Linked DNA regions of Mus musculus: all the other regions are linked to region 1. A link is a contact called in public promoter capture Hi-C data. All regions are on one chromosome and are shown on one strand. Each heading gives the region's core, a stretch centred on a gene start, on an enhancer-like site or on the middle of the called end of the contact. The rest is flanking DNA. Distances are from core to core; before and after follow the strand shown. Region 1 holds the start of Mtnr1b (melatonin receptor 1B). Region 2 has its middle 97 kb from the start of Fat3. Region 3 overlaps Fat3 (FAT atypical cadherin 3).

Region 1 (3,507 bases), core at 277-2,776:
ATAAAGTCAAATGCTCAAAAATAACATTGCAGAGCCCAGGCTGTAGCTTGGCAGTGGAATGCTCATCTATCATACAATATTCAGAGCCTCAGAACTGCCAGATTAATTACTTAACTAAATCTCTATCATAACGCTAGTTCTGAGTTCTATCAGATAACGAAGATCTATCGCAGATTAATGTTAGATCTCATGGAGTGAGCAAATTACTAAATACTTTTTGTATGCATAGTATTTGGATTATACTGCCTTCTTTTATTTCACTTAATACACATATGCACATGAAGGTGTGTGTGTGTGTGTGTGTGTGTGTGTGTGTGTGTGTGTGTGTGTGTGTGTGTGAACGTGCATGTGTGTGTGTTAGGTACATATGGGTTCCACCCCTGGCATTGTGTGATACTTTGACATTAATCCATGCAGTTGTGTTTACATGCAGTTTTTATCCCAGTGTGTGAAGCTGACTTACCCACCCTTCTGTTAGTGGAGTGTTTTGGGCTTGGGGTGATACACACAAAACTGCTGTGGCAAATGTGGGATAAATGGTGTGGAAAGGATAGCCTTTGATTTTCATGTTGATGCAGTTTCATTATGAATTTCTGCTTAATCTCAACTGTGTGTCCTTTGATGGTGAACATAGGATTAACTATATAAGGCAGGCACAGGCACCTATCTTAAAACCCCACTCCATTTGCCTTGGGGCAATATGAGATCCCCTTTTCAGTCTCTTGATAAACTCAGGTTTCCTGGTCAGCTGGTGTTAGTGGTTCTAGTGGGGCCAACATAAGCAGCACAAGCGAGATCAGGGAACATTATATGTACCCAGTGGTCAAATTTCTTTCTATCCTGTGCTCATGCTTCTCTGATCTTCTTGCCCCTTCCCCAAGCCCACATTATGATAACCTCCACCATGGACCATGAACCCATATAAGCACCATTCTTAAACCAATATCCACACATGTATTTTTTAAAAGTGTTTGTTTTCCAGCACTAACCTCACGGTCATTCACAATACACAACATGTAGCTGCTGGATACCTTCCCTGTCACCTACCAGAGTTCAGCACTGTTGGCTTCATAGATTTGGGGTTGATCCTCACTCCTCAGGAGTCACCTGCTCTTTAGAGCAGCAGCGCCTAGCAGGGGTGGGGGGGTCTCAAACCCCATCCTTCTGATGATCAGACAACTCTAACCAGTACCTGCTCCAGTCCGCAAAGAAGGGTGCTCCCAAATGAACACAGCTTCTCCACGTAGTAAAAGATCTACCTATCCCTGGTTTTTAGGGGCACAGACCTTATCAACTAGGCCACCTAAAGTGGGTCAGACACTGGTAGGCATTCTAAGATGGGCCAGCACTGGCTGATCTCCGGCAATCGCGCAGAGACGCAGAGACGCTGTAGCGCTGTTCTTGAGCGTGCCACTGAGGGACGCGTTCTTCTCTACAGCACCTGAGTCCCAGTCCCTGTCTGGACCTTTTATTTCTCTCCGCCCCTCTGCCCACGTTCAATTAATTGTCTCCTCTAGGTCCCTCCCCGCAGCCTCTTCTTAACACTCACTGGGCGGGGAGGGGACAGCGGGAGCGCCCCAAGCAGTGCGCACCTTGTGCATCTATCCCAGGCAGCGTCGAGATGCCTGAGAACAGCTCAATCCCTAACTGCTGTGAGGCCAGCGGGCTGGCAGCGCGCCCTAGTTGGTCTGGGTCAGCCGGAGCCAGGCCCCCTGTGACTGCCCGGGCCCCCTGGGTGGCTCCCATGCTATCTACAGTAGTCGTCGTCACCACAGCCGTGGACTTCGTGGGGAACCTGCTTGTCATCCTCTCAGTGCTCAGGAACCGCAAGCTGCGGAACGCAGGTGAGTGTAAGCTTCCTTGACACTGAGATCCCACCATACCTTGCCACTGGTTCGAACTCCGAACCTTAGATCCTTAACACCTCCTCACACACCTGTCACCCACATGTCCCTGTTCTGTCCTCAGTGGCAGGTGTCACATTCATTCATCCAATCCCAGACTTTGGTTCTTTGAAGAAGTTAGAGGAAGTTCTGGTTTCCTCCTGCGAAGTTAGTCTGGAAGCTGCCCAGGACACACTTGACACATTAATGCCAATATGAATGAGCCAGGCTTCTCTTGAGCACTCATTTGTGGCAGGCTGCGAGAGCTGTAGAGATACACACTGCAGCTACCTATGGCGTTTCAACTGTTTCTGCTAGACGGAGCGCCTTCGGCCATAGACGCTCCTGACCTGTTACAGACTGCCTCTCTCTACCTGCCAAGCTGACTTCATACACTAGGTAATTTAAAGACCCTTGCTGGCAGAACGACCGTACACTGTATGGACGTGAGCAATGGATGGATGCCAGGATTCTGCTAAGCTTTATGTCAAAAATTCATCTAGTCACTAGAAGATCCAATTCCAAGTGAGAGTGTAGTTTAGACATTGCAGGCGCGACTTCTATCAACACCAGCTTTTCTGAATGAAGACAGGGAAATTGTGGGACGCACTGTGAGAATCTAAGCAATGATTTGGCTAAATTATGTGTCAATTCTTAAAATGCTTTTTCTTTCCAATCTATTCTCATTTCAATTTTTCCCTGAAGGGTAACAAGGCCAGAGGCAGGGGTGTATAAGGTCACCTCCTGATGGGGTGCTGCAGTGTGTGACCAGGTGAGCCTGAGAGGGCCCTCAGTGACACACTGATTCTTATCAATTCTTATTAATTCTTATCAATTCTTATTAATTTTGTCATTCTTACCTTGCATGTCAGGACCAACTAAAATGGAAATGGTGTGAAAATTAACAACGGGAAAGCTTTAAACTGCCTTTCTAAGATGCCAGGCTCTTGGCAAAAGCCATTCTTACTAAATTATATAAATGTCTTGAGGAAAGAGGGTGCCGAGAATTTTCATCTATAAAAGAATCCAGGAGTCAAGTTTGAGTTTTTAGTCATCCTGTGGGAAAGTTAGCATTACTAAGGAGCACACAGGCACCAGTCACTCTTTCCTGGAGTACCTTTTCAAGACATCATTGTAGTTTTGGAAAATAAACCTGTAGTAGCAAAGAGTTAGCTTCTGTTAGAAAACTATGCTTAACATACACACACACACACACACACACACACACACTGCCCTAACACTGCAGCCTCAAACATCCATTTCCTGAACAGGGAGGCAGGTGTTCAGCTGCCCAGGCTTTGTCCCTGTGGACCAGGGTGCCTAGCCCTCCAGGTCCTCATACTTTGCTGGGTGTCCAGAGAAGCCTCTTCCACCCTTAGGTTGTCTGCCATGAGAGCGATGGTTGAGGAAGTGTTCACTGCTGCTTCTTGCCTGAGGAAGGTCAGAATCCTGCCCCTTTTCCATCCCACACAAGACTGTCCAACTCTGTGCTCCCCACCGTCGCCAGGAAACCTTATGGACCTGAGAGTGCATCCAGGCCTGGGGAGAATGGGAAATTGCTGGTGCTTGATCCTATCCCTCCTACCCCTGCTGCCCGTGCACTAGTGCTCAGCTCCAGAGAAAT
Region 2 (3,507 bases), core at 326-2,825, 720 kb before region 1:
CTTGAGAGATTTGTAGTAGTTTGTGAAGGGAGAATTGGGGACTGCCCAGCAGTGTCAAAGCCTCTGGGTCCTTTTAATCTGACTCAGAACCATAGGGCTCTGAGCCCAAGTGAGACTGACTCATGTGACCCATCCACCTGGTCGTCCATGTTTACTAAGGCATTGGGCTGGGTGTTATGGAGTGACAATGGAGATGAATCTGATTTATGACATTTAGTCTTCCAAGTCAAAGGTACCCTGAGCAAGCCTGCATTAGACACTCAGGGTGACACAGCTACCTATTAAACCTCACTGCCTTTACATAAATAAGTTAAAATCAAGTCTACATGTCTGCAAATTGCAGGTTCTTAGCAGATTTTCACCTTTAATTTCATTAAAAGTCTTTATGGAAAAAAAAACTGCAACTTTTTATTTTCTAGCATGAATTAATTCTTTGCTCTTAACCTTTATGCTCCCTGGGATTGTAAGGCTGGCATTGAAAGGGTCTCAAGAAGCTTGTAAAATCAGGTAGTAAAAGGCTAAACTAGAAAAACAATGTGCAGCAGCCATAGCAGTCCTGGGTGTCTATTCAAAGGACTCCACAGCTTTCAGCAGAGATACTTGAACAATCCCTGTTTATTGCTGGTCTATTCATGATCAAAAGAGAATGGAACTGACCTAAATGTCCATTAACTGATAAACAGATAATGAAAATGTGGTACATATTCATAATGGAATTTTATTCATCCATAAAAAAGGAAATCATGAAATTTGCAGGAAGACTGGTAGATCTGGGAAGCATCGCATCGATTCTACCCAACCTTAGAACAATGAAAGCAGCATGCTCTCGCTCTCTGGGCCTGTAATATATGCATATATATTCCAAAATGGCTGTAATTGTGGGTAAAACCTAAAAGTCTAGGGAGGGCACCAATCTTGTGTAAAGAAGATGGTAATGAAGTGGGAGGTGCAGAAAGATTCATTTGACATGGAAGTGGAAAGGAGACTGGAGGACCAGGATGTGAAGTTTGGGGGGGGGGGGGTCTGATACACTTGATTTGCAAATACCATTATGATAATAATACCTCATATACTAATTTTATTCATTTAAAAAAAGGTTTGTCTTTATCTTTGATTTCTATTTTTAAATGCCAGCTGCACCTGCACAAATATTAGCTGTGGCTGCTGTAATGCACATTGATGAACAATGAAAACTTTATTTAAAAAAAAAAAGTCAGCAGAGACATACAGATCATAAATCAGAATAGAAAGACCTCACCCACAAAAAGAAAGGGAAGTCTTTGAGGGAACAGCCCCAGTGATGCAAATAGACTCTTCCAGCCACACTGTCTCCTGGTGGAGGCTGGACAATAGGCTTGTTCCTTAAATGGCTGGAGAGAAGCTCTCATCCTTATCTGTATTCACTTTACCTTCTATTTTATTCCTGGGAAAAAGAAATGGCAGAGGAGACGCTCAAACAGATTAGCCTGTGACTACTGGATGCAGGATATTACATCATAACTGTCTCTGAGCACTCTCCCACAACTGACCTGTTTATATTACCAGGCAGGGTCAATTTCCATTCTGGGGACTCTTTTGATGTTGCTGAATAGTAATGCTTCCCCAGAATGCTGGCTTTAGAATTACAGCAATTGAGCCATTCAGCTTCTATGATGCAATCTTTCTGCAACTAGATAGGATTCTATGCATGGATTCCATTGAGCCACACAGCTTGGCCTGATCAAAGGCTTTGCTAGAGCCATCAGAAAATGATGCTTTAAATAATAGAGTCATGGTAAAACCATTTTCATTCCAGTTTGTAAGGCTGCATGTGAGCCTGTATGTACATGTAGGCACACACTCACAAAGCCACAACATTGATTTTGTTGAAACTCGGAGTGATTAGGCATCAAAATGTTGCAATAGGGCCATTTTCATGACAATTGCCCAAAAACAAAGAGAGAGCTCTAGAGCTTCATAAAATACCATAGGAATTGCTGTGGCTTTGGTGTGAGCCACACAGTAGCTACATTCCAATTTCAGCATCAGTGGTGCCTGCAGAAGTGTTTTTAATCTAATCCTCTAATGCCTTACTTCTTTATTTTAACTGACAGGTGAAAAGACTCCAAAAATTTCATGTAATTTGGGAATGCCATATTTTGTAAAATTGAAATGACCATTAACTTTACAAATGTTTTACAACAGAATAAATTCATATACAACAATAACAATGAAAATTGATGATCACAGTGTTTTACAGTAAATGTGTGTTTTCTCAGGCAAATCTTCACAGCATCATCATGAAGTAAATAAACTATACAGTTCTGGCTCTGTGTAGAAAGAGTCTGAAATAGACAAAATGTGTGGAGAAGAGAAAGTTGTCAGTCATTCACCCGAGCAAATTCCCTTTAAGATAAAACAAATGAACAGGTCAGAGTTTTCTGCCGAGGCCATACCTTGAGAAAGTAAGTTTGTTTTGGGTTGTTTTAACATTCATTTATTTATGAGTATGGATTTATGTTTCACATGTGGTGGTCAATGAACAACCTCCATCATTGGCCCTCAGTGACTACCTATGATTTCTACATGGGATCTGGTGAACTGGACTCAGGTCAGCAGATGTGTGTGTCAAGCATTTTTATATGCTGAGCCAGGCACCCAGCCTTGGTGTGTATTTTTAAAGGAGAGGTAGTTAATCTCCCCAATATTTGGTAGTGGTTAATAAATTTACAGGATATAGACTCACCTAGGAGACAAGCATTTAGATATGTTTGTGGACTTTGTAGACCAGGTTGTTAAAAGGTAATTAATGCCTACTGTAAATTTGATTAACACTAGTCCAGGAGCTGGGATCTTAAATGAAAAAATAAAGGGGAAAATCCGGGTGAATTGCAGCATGAGCAATGTACCAATACAATGACCATTGAATCTGTCAACCTCAGAAATGGAAGACTCCTCTCGTGCTGACCAGTCAAGTTTCCAACTCCTAGATCAGGAATTTAGAAGCCAGTATCCGTAGCCACCATTGACACCACCATCTATGGTACCAAAAGTAGGCAAGTCACACATCAGCCTGATCTAGGCTTAGAGAGTAACACAGTACTTCTTCAGAAGATTTTATTCCATACCAGGAATCATAAAATTATTTTCATTGCTACAACATAACTGTAATTTTTCTATTGTAACTCCCACACACACCAAAGGACCCATGGTGTCGAGAACCATTGCTTTAGACCTAAAGGCACTCTTAAACTATTCAAAGAGTAGTATTCATGTTTTCCCTAGCCTCCATCAGGTTGAGCTTCCTTCATTCCTCAGTGGTCTATCTCATTAGTGTGTTATCCCAATTGTGGTTTTCTAGTGCCTACTCTCCATTCCCCCAACACATACAGACACACACACAGACACACAGACACACACACAGACACCTATATACATAGATACACACAGACATACACACACAAACACACACACACAGACACATACATACACACACACACACACACACACACACACACACACACACAC
Region 3 (3,507 bases), core at 264-2,763, 610 kb before region 1:
TCCCCCATACCCACCCACCCCCACTCCCCTACCCACCCACTCCCCCTTTTTGGCCCTGGCGTTCCCCTGTACTGGGGCATATAAAGTTTGCAAGTCCAATGGGCCTCTCTTTCCAGTGATGGCCAACTAGGCCATCTTTTGATACATATGCAGCTAGAGTCAAGAGCTCCGAGATATGTAGCTTTCTTAAACACCTCGGGAAAGAGGGATCTTAATTTCTATGACCTACTTGGGGAAAGAAAGAGACAGAGGGAATTTAGAGACTTTCCCTACCAAGACCCTTTCAATGCCTTCAAGTCCAAGTTCATTTCCAGGCTTTCTCTTTGGGTGTTCTGCTCTGAGCTCCAATCATTTTCTACAATTTGAGTGTACAGTCAGGGCATCTGTCAGCACACTCCATTCCCTGGGGAGAACACAGATGTTCTCTTCTGAATATGGTTTTGCCCTTCCAGGTAACTGACTACACAACAGGAAGCAGATGTTAGAGAGGCCCTAATGCACATGGTGTCCACTCTACCTAAGGAAATTTTATCACCTGACTTTAGAGCCATGTCGAAAAATGAGTCATGGGTTCCCAGCACCTTTCTTTAGGTTCCTTGTGACTGACTATTTGTATAGGAAGATGAAAATCTGCTGTGCTTTGTTTTTGTTTATAGAGCCTCAGATGAATATAAATTAAAAAAAAATAGAAGATAAAAATGAAAAAAAAATTGTATTAGCTTGATTAGGAGTCTTTTTGCATAAAAGAGTCTTTGAAAACAATTACCCTCTGGCTTTAGACCTGCTTTTTCTGACTTTCCTCTTATCTGGTCCAAGGTCATTACTAAAGGGCTTCCTGTTTCATGGGAGAGGACTTACTAAAATATTAATCTCATTGCCTGAAGTAGATTCATCATGTCTGGTGAATAATTCGAGGTCCTATCAAAATCACTCAAGTAAGAGTTGGTACGTATACCTTTCGAAGGGTGGCACAGGAATTTGAGGACTTTTACTTGACATAGTGACAGAAAAGAATAAACACTCATATATTCTCTACCAAAAACAACCTTATCTGGGTAGGTTGCTTGTCCAAGACATTATGAAGCAGAATAAGTGTTTTTCCTTTGAATTGCACATTGAATTTGATGCCTACAACCTGGAGAGAAGTGAACTTGTGCCATATTAAGCTTGGAAACATGTTTGTTTGTTTGTTTGTTTGCTTGTTTATTAAGAACACACAGAGCTTGAGCATTTTGTTGAATGCCTTTGCCATTTGTCACTGCCTGAACAATGCTGCTGTTTCTTGTCCCTTTCATCATGTTAGCTGTGTGAACTGACAAACAGTGACATTCTTCAACAGTAGGGGTAAAAGTCTCCACTCTCCCTTGTTAGTATTTACGGATAATAATACTTGCAAGCACAGTCCTTAGAATAAAGCAGACAAAACAAAAACAAACCCTGAAAGTGATGGAAAGCTTCGGCATGATTATACAAAACAGCCTCAGGCTGCCTCACATACGCTGGAAGTGAGCTTGGCTCTGCTTATTGACATATTGGCTTGTCTGTTTGTGAGCAGACATGCATTATCCTTGGCAACTTACCTGGAAACATCCTTAAAAGTTTGCGTTGCCCTTCCTTTCAGTTGCTCATGTTCACAGAATGACTAAGTCTGGGCCAATGGTACTGCAGTCCATTTTACACACAGCTCCCCAGACCCACTGCTGGAATAATTTTGTTTTTACTTTGGAAGGCTGTTTTGCTTAAAGTCACAACAAAATGCAGCAGGGTTAGAGGCAGACAGCATTGCTTTGTGGCATCTCATTGCTATGCAAATGAGATTCAAGGAGGTCATCCCTTTAGCAGTTGCTCTGGCCCTGGTGTCTACTTGATATTCCTTGGCCAAACTTCCTAGGCATTCATTACTGAGCAATCCTGGGCATTTAACTCTTTGCTGGCTTTAGGCTAGTTAGGCTAGCAGTGAGAGTGTATTTCACAGTGCTTTGATGCCCACCCCACCCCCACCCCAGGAACCTCGTCTCAATGCACTTGTGTCGAAATGGAGAGTCCACACTTGTATGATGCAATTGTTTGTGCTTGGCAAAGATAGGATTGCTGAAGTTCACTTGTGAAGTTTCTTTTACTGTTTCAAGTACTTTAATCATTGTTGTATAATGTAACTCTCGATCGGTATTTTATTCATTCACATCTGCAAAGTGTTCTCACAGATTTTTTTTGTAGAACAATATATGCCTATGCTGGTAAAAGTACCTGAATTACTTAAATTACATTCTCTGAAATTTAAATTTGATTTCACTTGAACTGGCAGGAGCGTTATTTGTAGAAAGACACTGACAGCCGATGTTAGGTCAGTAATAACTGATGACTTGCAGTGAGTTCAGGTTGTTTTTTTTTTGTTTGTTTGTTTTGTTTTTTTGCATTTTTTTATTACGTATTTTCCTCAATTAAATTTCCAATGCTATCCCCAAAGTCCCCCACATCCTCCCCGTCACTCCCCTCCCCCCCACATTCCCATTTTTTGGCCCTGGCGTTCCCCTGTACTGGGGCATATAAAGTTTGCCTGACCAATGGGCCTCTCTTTCCATTGATGGCCGATTAGGCTATCTTTTGATATATATGCAGCTAGAGTCAAGAGCTCTGGGGTACTGCTTAGTTCATATTGTTGTTCCACCTATAGGGTTGCAGATCCCTTTAGCTCCTTGGGTACTTTCTCTAGCTCCTCCATTGGGGGCCCTGTGATCCATCCAATAGTTGACTGTGAGCATCCACTTCTGTGTTTGCTAGGCCCCGGCCTAGTCTAAGGTACAAGATGCAAAACACATGAAACTGAAGAAGAACGAAGACCAAAGTGTGGACACTTTGCTCCTTCTTAGAATTGGAAACAATGACCCATGGAAGGAGTTACAGAGACAAAGTTTGGAGCTGAGACAAAAGGATGGACCATCTAGAGACTGCCATATCCAGGGATCCATCCCATAATTAGCCTCCAAACGATGACACCATGGCATACACTAGCAAGCCTTTGTTTCAAGGACCGTGAGTTCAGGTTGTTGATGGGGCTGATCTGCTTGCTTAGTTATAGTATTAGCTGATCAGTGTTTGCATTCACTCAAATAATAGGTAGCTTTGGCGTAGTTGCTCATTTCTCTTCATGATGCTAAGAATTGAACCTAGGCCCTTGTGCATGAGAGGGGAGCATTTGACCACTGAGCTGCATTGCCAGTTCCAATGGGCTGTTGCTTTAGGTGGTCTATCTGCTTTCTTTTGTGATCCAGGTTGAAAGCACTTTCCCAAGCTTGAAAAGCTGCCCTGTTTGAGGTGGTAACAGTTAGCATTATTGCAATACTAAATTTCATTTGCACATCTGCAGACACAAAGATGTCTAGATTTTAGCTTGCATACACATTGTACCCAGAGTAAAACATGACTTGTATTGGCTATGAAACTTTTGGAACCATAATGAAGAACACTGAGTGCACAATGTCTCCCCCACATTAAGAAAAGAGAAAT

Evidence for each region. Promoter capture Hi-C pulls out the DNA fragments that hold promoters and counts their contacts.
Region 2: a promoter capture Hi-C map of stem cell-derived epiblast-like cells shows a contact between it and region 1, with 4 times the contacts expected there. The contact joins the enhancer-like site here to the promoter of Mtnr1b in region 1. A contact is called at or near these places in 4 of 39 promoter capture datasets (liver, maxillary cranial neural crest and stem cell-derived epiblast-like cells), 1 of 484 Hi-C or Micro-C datasets (bone marrow-derived macrophages) and 1 of 9 other capture datasets (adipose tissue).
Region 3: a promoter capture Hi-C map of stem cell-derived epiblast-like cells shows a contact between it and region 1, with 4 times the contacts expected there. The contact joins the enhancer-like site here to the promoter of Mtnr1b in region 1. A contact is called at or near these places in 6 of 39 promoter capture datasets (embryonic stem cells, frontonasal cranial neural crest, hippocampal neurons and 2 more), 1 of 484 Hi-C or Micro-C datasets (bone marrow-derived macrophages), 2 of 115 datasets of contacts at active chromatin or transcription factors (embryonic basal ganglia and forebrain) and 1 of 9 other capture datasets (macrophages).

What each region holds. Positions count from the first base shown.
Region 1 is chr9:15,872,575-15,876,081 of GRCm38.p6, reverse strand. It overlaps Mtnr1b (melatonin receptor 1B), which reads left to right and starts at 1,526. Exons shown (of 2, transcript NM_145712.2): 1 at 1,526-1,844. The coding sequence starts at 1,622.
Region 2 is chr9:16,597,474-16,600,980 of GRCm38.p6, reverse strand. No RefSeq gene overlaps it. Among named protein-coding and RNA genes, the nearest start is that of Fat3, 97 kb to the right of the region's middle. Within about 2 kb of position 1,575, at least 7 of the 459 cell types and tissues checked have an H3K27ac peak or open chromatin away from gene starts, as enhancers often do. A contact at or near this core is called in stem cell-derived epiblast-like cells, where this site is marked.
Region 3 is chr9:16,483,402-16,486,908 of GRCm38.p6, reverse strand. The region is part of intron 1 of Fat3 (FAT atypical cadherin 3); the gene reads left to right. Among named protein-coding and RNA genes, the nearest start is that of Fat3, 17 kb to the left of the region's middle. Within about 2 kb of position 1,513, at least 44 of the 459 cell types and tissues checked have an H3K27ac peak or open chromatin away from gene starts, as enhancers often do. A contact at or near this core is called in embryonic basal ganglia and stem cell-derived epiblast-like cells, where this site is marked.